Linked DNA regions of Capsicum annuum: region 1 is linked to region 2. The links are chromatin contacts, called in public Hi-C maps. All regions are on one chromosome and are shown on one strand. Each heading gives the region's core, a stretch centred on a gene start, on an enhancer-like site or on the middle of the called end of the contact. The rest is flanking DNA. Distances are from core to core; before and after follow the strand shown.

Region 1 (3,310 bases), core at 784-3,283, 49 kb after region 2:
GCAATAAGGTGTTCCTCCTTCTTCAGGAAAGCTCGAATTTACTACCCACAACCCAAAGCCCTAGCAAAATCCAAAAGTGAAGCATCTCTTCATTCCTTTCCCTAAAATCGAAACCTCCATGCACATCATCATAGCCTCTTGATAAAGACCCAATATGCCCACTGAAATCTCGTCATATGAAAAGTTTCTCAGTGCTCGAAATGTCACTTACCACCTCATCCAAAACCTCTCAAAAGTTCTTTTTCTCCTCCTGGTGCAAGCCTGTTTGCGGAGTATAGACACTAATGACGTTCAATGTAGACCATCCAATGACCAACTTAATCGACATCAACCTATCACCGACCCGCTTAACCTCCACCACTTGCTACCTAAGCTCTTTATCTACTAATACCTACCTCATTTATATGTCTCACACTACCAGAGTACAACAACTTATATCCGTCCACATCCCTCACCTTAAAACCTACCCATTTAGTTTCCTAAACACAAGTTATACTAATCCTCCTCTTCCTAAGAATCTTCATGAGCTCTATGGACTTACCTTGAAGAGTCCCTAGTTCTAAGACCCAATCCTCAACGTAAAGGCTCCCTTATCCCACTTAACCCTACTACCCCTTGCCCCTAACCCCGAACTCGAGACTCGACCCTACCGCAGCACCAGATCCCAACCCCGACCTAACCATGGGCCTTATTCCCAACCCCAACCTCGACCTATGACATGATCCTAGTCTACCATCGATCGCCACAGCCACTACTCAAAAAGAGACCAAAAAAGGTTCGCAAATAAGTTAGGCTAAAAACAAATAAGGCTAAGAAGTCACAGTGGTAATAACAAGTGAATCGATAATGAAGCTTGAAGTTGTGACCACTATATGCTAAGGAAACAAACTGAAATCTACAGGAAAGGATCACGAATCAACAGCGTATGTCAAAAGTGATAAATCTAGAAGAAAGAAACAAGAATCAAAAGCGTATGCCACAAGCAATAAAACAATATACTACAATGCAAGTTTTGATAAATAACAATCAATAACAAAAACTACGCTACCTACAAGAATTTAGAAAATAACAGCAATAAAGCAAAAATAACAACACGTACGACGGTAAATAGATATGCTAGTCTCAACTACGACGAAGTAACAGGGAAACATGAACCAGTAATCCAACAAGAATAATTAAAGATAATTAGGCAATAAACCAAGAGAGAAAAGACTGAAATACAAGTATCAAAAGAGACGCGACGTATCCGTCATCAGTACTCAAGAAACATAGACAAGATAACTAGTCAAATACAGGAAAAAGAGGGATGGATTTCGACCTTGCTTTTTTAGGTCTCAGGCTAGCTTTTGCCATTTAGCTAATAAGCCCGTGGAGATTGAGGTTCCACAAGCGGTAGGAAAGGGGCACTCTAGTGCATAAACTTATTTCGACGAAAAAAAGGGGGCACGGAAATAAACTTGGCAGTCAATCACTGTCCTGTGATATTGACTAATTATTATTATTATTATGAAATACCATATTCTATTAAGTCAGTTATAGTAGACTAGGAATCCAGAAAACTTCAAATCAAGAGGAGAAATCGACTGTCTTTCTTTTGTCCCTGAAGCGTAAAGCCACTCGACTACCAGGAGTGGAGAGAACGGGTAGAGGAGATGAAATGAGTGCACCTGCTCCGAAGAAAAGACGAAGCAAGAGCGTTTTCTTTATTGATTCGTTGAATTTCAGCAAGTTGGTGAAGCAATTTATCGCCAGAATTTTGTTGTCGTCACATTTACCTACTGCTAATACTACCCCTGAATTTGATCAGTGAAAAATGTACGTTGTGAGTAGCTGAAGAAGCCGCCCCGAACTTGTAGTACCAGATTAGAAACAAAAAGAAAAGAGAACGATATCGCCTCGGCCGATCACCATAGTTTCACTGCTGCAGATTGCCAACAATTTAGCTCCCAAATGGAGGGGAGAACGATATCACTGGTGGTAATAATGGAACTACCGCTGGTCCGGAGTTCACTGGTGGTAATAATGGAACTACCGCTGGTCCGGAGTTCAAATGAATATGCTACTCGGAGTTGACTTTGCAGCGACATTGACAACGGCGACGGTGCTCCAACGGAGGAGTAGAGAGGATTTATCAACGAGAAGAGAGAAAAGAAGGAATATAAAATCTTGAAATTTCACAACAGCGATCTAAAAAATATAGCAATTCGGACGATCTATAGAATCGAATATCAAATTGACTTGATGGGGAGTGAAAAAAAAGTCCAAAATAATTACAAGAATCTAAATCAAAAATTTCTTTTTCTCACTAATTAATACATTCATTCCCTTTTTGTGTTTTTTTTAAAAAAAATTCCTCTTCAACGATTCATTTTAAGACGATTTCATTTTTTCAATTTTAACACAATTTGCCAAAATATGATATGAGAACGAACTGTAGATGCTAGAAGAAAGAAATATAAATAAAAGTATGTATGAATTTTGCCAAATAAGTTTTTAAGGATTCTTACTGAAATTAACATTAGACCACAAGATCTCGTTGAACCACCACTGGTCAACATTAAAATACAATTATATCATATAGGGAGCGAACAGATTTTCAAAATCACATGATGTTGATGAACCAAGAATAGTTTCCTTTTTGCTTTAATTTGTTACAAGAGTAGGATAAGAAACCACAATCTTTACAGGTAACTATGATACACTTGTATTTCTCTCCTCTTCTCTTTCTTTGTGTGGGAATTGCTGAATACCTAACAAGCACCCTATCATTTTTCACTTCTTGGAAAAACAGCCCAATACTGTTATCAACAACAAATAACAAAAACCATTCAAAAACCTTCATGTGTCCAGTCGCCCTCAACAAGATGTCTCTTCTGCTGTACTTCAACTACTCGACAACCTTAGCTCTGAGATAACCCTCGGTTCCCTTCCTTTCTTTACATGGTGCCTGAGATAACCCTCGGTTCCCTTCCTTTCTTTACATGGTGCCTCCATTTCACTTCACACCTTCACGGATTTCACCTGCTTACATTGAGTTGGGGTAGCTCATCTGAAGCATTTATAAGATATATCATAAGGATGGTCCCGTCAGTACCACTAAATTTTGAAATAAAATCTTCCATGGAGACACTGCCTTTGCATAGCAAGTGTAGGCTGCAAGATATGAAGCAACCAAAGAACCCTTGGATCATCCCACAAGCAATAGGGTTAAAAACATGCAGCGGAACATAACCAAAAAAACAGAAGGACCAAATGCATTATACCGAAACTATTATGCAGCACATATCACAACCAACATGATGGATTTTGG
Region 2 (3,317 bases), core at 464-2,963:
AGAGAGATTCCTTTGGTTGTTGTTTGAGAGGAGATATCCATTGGGGCGAAGCTGACAGAATGGCACCCGCTTTCTTAAGGATCCTCCTTAATTCAACTAGTTTATTGTCAATTCTTAACAAAATGCCTTTCATTTTTAGAGTACATTGTCTAGATTGATTCCTCGGGATGTGTCTTAGTAAAGTTGCAAACAAATATATAACATCTAAAAATGATAAAAGCAATGGAACATTACAAGACCAAGAAAGCGAGTAATGAAGTTCCCATTCATTAGTATTCTTCAGCAGTTGTTAGAACTTCGTTATGATAGGATCCTGCAGCATCTTTGATCTCTCTTGAAGTTTCTCTTTAACTTTCTCCAATGCTACTTCTAAATTTTTCATCTGCACCATCATTCTTTCAGCTTTTCTTCTCCTTTGATTATACCAAGAAATTATGATTCAGTTGCAGAACACGAAAAGATCATTATTATACCTGTTGCCTCGCAAACCTATTGTGAATGAATAGTCCGCTGAACAGATCAAAGCTATCTTTAACTGAGCTCTCCTTCTGCATGTTGTCCAATTTTAGTGTATAATAAAAAAACAGGTTCCAGAAGTTGAAAATTACTTCTAGAGGATGAATTTGCTGGCATGCTTAATCTTTTGCAAGTGCAATCTAGTAAAATAATATTCTTCTGTGGAGTCAAAATGTTGCATGATTACCACTCGAACAAGTTTCTGAAATCCTTTTGCGTCTATGGGCTGGGTTCAACGTCCATTTCCAACAAGATCCTGTCAAGTGAAGAAGATCAATACTGTAGTAGACTTGGTTGTTGTATTTAGTTCTTTTACTACATATAATTTTAGTTGCTAACAGGCAGGTGACGAAAATAACCTGCCAATTGTGTGAGTGAGGAATTGACTTCGAGCAGCCAATCTATCATGCTCTTCACAAGTCATTTCAAGCATTTTGCAACCCTGCAATAGAGATTGCTCAGATGGGGTTCTCTTTACTCATTTTTCCAGTCAAATTGGAATGGTATAGGAAAAATTTCAGCTTAAGGAGTTTGTAGCAGAACGAACCATAATGAGAAAGCAATATAATCGAGGAAGACAGCTACGGCATATCTGCAGTACTTTGTTACCTCACTTGAGAAGACGTGCAGAAAAATAGAGCACAGGGGCTGATCTCTAATTCGAACCATGTCATACATAAAAGTCAAGTCTGTCCATCCATCTTTCCCCCTTTCTGGCCCAAACATTGGGTGCGTACAGAGCAAGTCGCACTCCTCGGGCAGTATCTTTTAAACACGTGGTATGAAACTATATATTGTTAGACAAAATATGGAACCGTTGACTTGCTAAGTGTATGAAGCAGTGTGAATTGCATACTCGCAAAGGACATCTTTTGGGTGTTCTTTCACAGAGAGCACATCAACGAAAAGTGTAGGCCGCTTGAGACAATGGAATGGTATGGACTCCACGACTCGTGATAGAGACAGGATCGACGTGCTAATTATTATGATTTCATTATCCGATTCAAGAAATGCACCCATATCCCTAAACGGCCAAAGCTAGCAGTCAATAACTGGCAAGATTTATTCATTCTTTTTTACTATCAACAAAGTTGATTGTCTGCATATATATATACCTGAAAAATAGGATGCCCAAATTTGAGCACAGCTCTGAATAATCTGATCTTGAAGTTGCCCTGATATAATGGCCTTGTTTAATCAGGTTCTTGGCCAAAAACTGCGCGAAAGAACCAAATCCAATTATGCCGATTCGTATAGTTTTTTCTTGGGAACAAGAAGACGATGAAGGAGACATGGGTGCGACAGAAAAAGATAAGACAGCGGTGAAGGTGAGGGAGAAGATGTAGCTGATGTGGGTTATTGTCCTGAGTTGCGTTTGATCATATATATAAATTAATGTTGTTTTTGACTTTTTGTGAAAACTAAATTTTTGAAGTTAGAGTTGGAATTTGAGTTGAAGTTGTGTTTGTTCATGAATATAATTAGAGATCACCTGATGTGACAAGAAAAAAAAGTACTTCCTCCGTTTTATTTTATGTGTCATCATTTCATTTTATTTGTCTCAAAAAGAAAGAAAGTCACCTTTCTTTATTTGATAACTATTTAAACACACAATTTCACTTTTACCTTTATTGGTCCACTTATAATAACCCACTTAATTAAAAATAGTATTAGTATATTATTTTAATAAATGACAATCTAGTAAGAAAAACATCAAGTCTTTACTCATTTCTTAAAATTCGTGTTAGGTCAAACTATGACACATAAAATGGAGCTAACAGAGTAGTAATTATCATAATAAGAGAAGAAATAATAAAGAGACAATTATCATATTATTATAATTTGCAGTTACTATAGAAAATAAAGAGTACTAATTGTGTGATTATTACTTCTATGATATAGTAAGGCCTCAGCAAGAAACTAGATACGGTTATTATGTTTTTCAATTACTACTTACCATAAAGAAGAATGATCTGTAATTAAATTGTTGCAATTGATACATGAAGTACTCTAATGAACCAAATCGTGATTCTTTTCTCTATTCATTCACTTTGGGTGATTAGAGATCAACTTAAAGAATTGAATTCTTTGGAGATGGACGGTCAATAAGAGGTATTTTAAAACAAATACTCCCTCCATTCCTTTTTATATCATTCTTTTTTTAAGTCAAATAATATAAATTTTGATCAACATTTTAAGATCTACTTCTTAATTAAATTGAAAAAGGAGAAATTGTAATTTATAATACTTTTCATATAGTTTTGAATATCTAAATTTCAATTTTAAAAATTTAAATATATTTAATCTAATTTAAATTTAAAACTTAGTCAAATTGATTCACTAAGAATAAAGAGAACATATAAAAAAAAAATAGAGGGAGTAATTAATAATTTTCTATCTAGCATAGAGTTATTGGATCCATGCGCAGGCTATTCCTTACTATTTTAAATTTTCTACTTCAAATTATAGAAATTCGATTGAGCTGTTCAAACGAATGAAGAAATTATGATAAATTTATATCTCACTACTACAACAACAACATACCTAGTATGTTCTGTGGGTTTTGGAGAGGGTAAAGTGTACACAGTCTATATCATAACCTTAAATGAAGTAGGGAGGTTGTTTCCGATAGACTCCCAGCTCGGGACAAATTATAGTGTATCAAACAAGATACATAAAAATAAACACCAAAATAGGATAAGACACGACTAGTTAATAAAAGAAACAAGACACTGACAGAGCAATACTATAAACTATCTATTCGAGTCACAAATGTAATGACCCTCTTGATCATTTCCTCG

What was found. Hi-C and Micro-C count contacts between places; a contact is called where the count stands out from the background.
Region 1: a contact with region 2 is called in a Hi-C map of leaf, with 2.4 times the contacts expected there. The contact joins two enhancer-like sites. A contact is called at or near these places in 3 of 5 Hi-C or Micro-C datasets (bud, leaf and placenta).

Annotation. Positions count from the first base shown.
Region 1 is chr10:142,596,393-142,599,702 of UCD10Xv1.1, forward strand. LOC107845878 (phospholipid-transporting ATPase 1) reads right to left here. Exons shown (of 9, transcript XM_016690371.2): 9 at 2,457-3,153. Among protein-coding and RNA genes, the nearest start is that of LOC107845878, 24 kb to the right of the region's middle. Within about 2 kb of position 2,034, at least 1 of the 5 cell types and tissues checked has an H3K27ac peak or open chromatin away from gene starts, as enhancers often do. A contact at or near this core is called in leaf, where this site is marked.
Region 2 is chr10:142,548,153-142,551,469 of UCD10Xv1.1, forward strand. It overlaps the pseudogene LOC107845881. Among protein-coding and RNA genes, the nearest start is that of LOC107845882, 29 kb to the left of the region's middle. Within about 2 kb of position 1,714, at least 4 of the 5 cell types and tissues checked have an H3K27ac peak or open chromatin away from gene starts, as enhancers often do. A contact at or near this core is called in leaf, where this site is marked.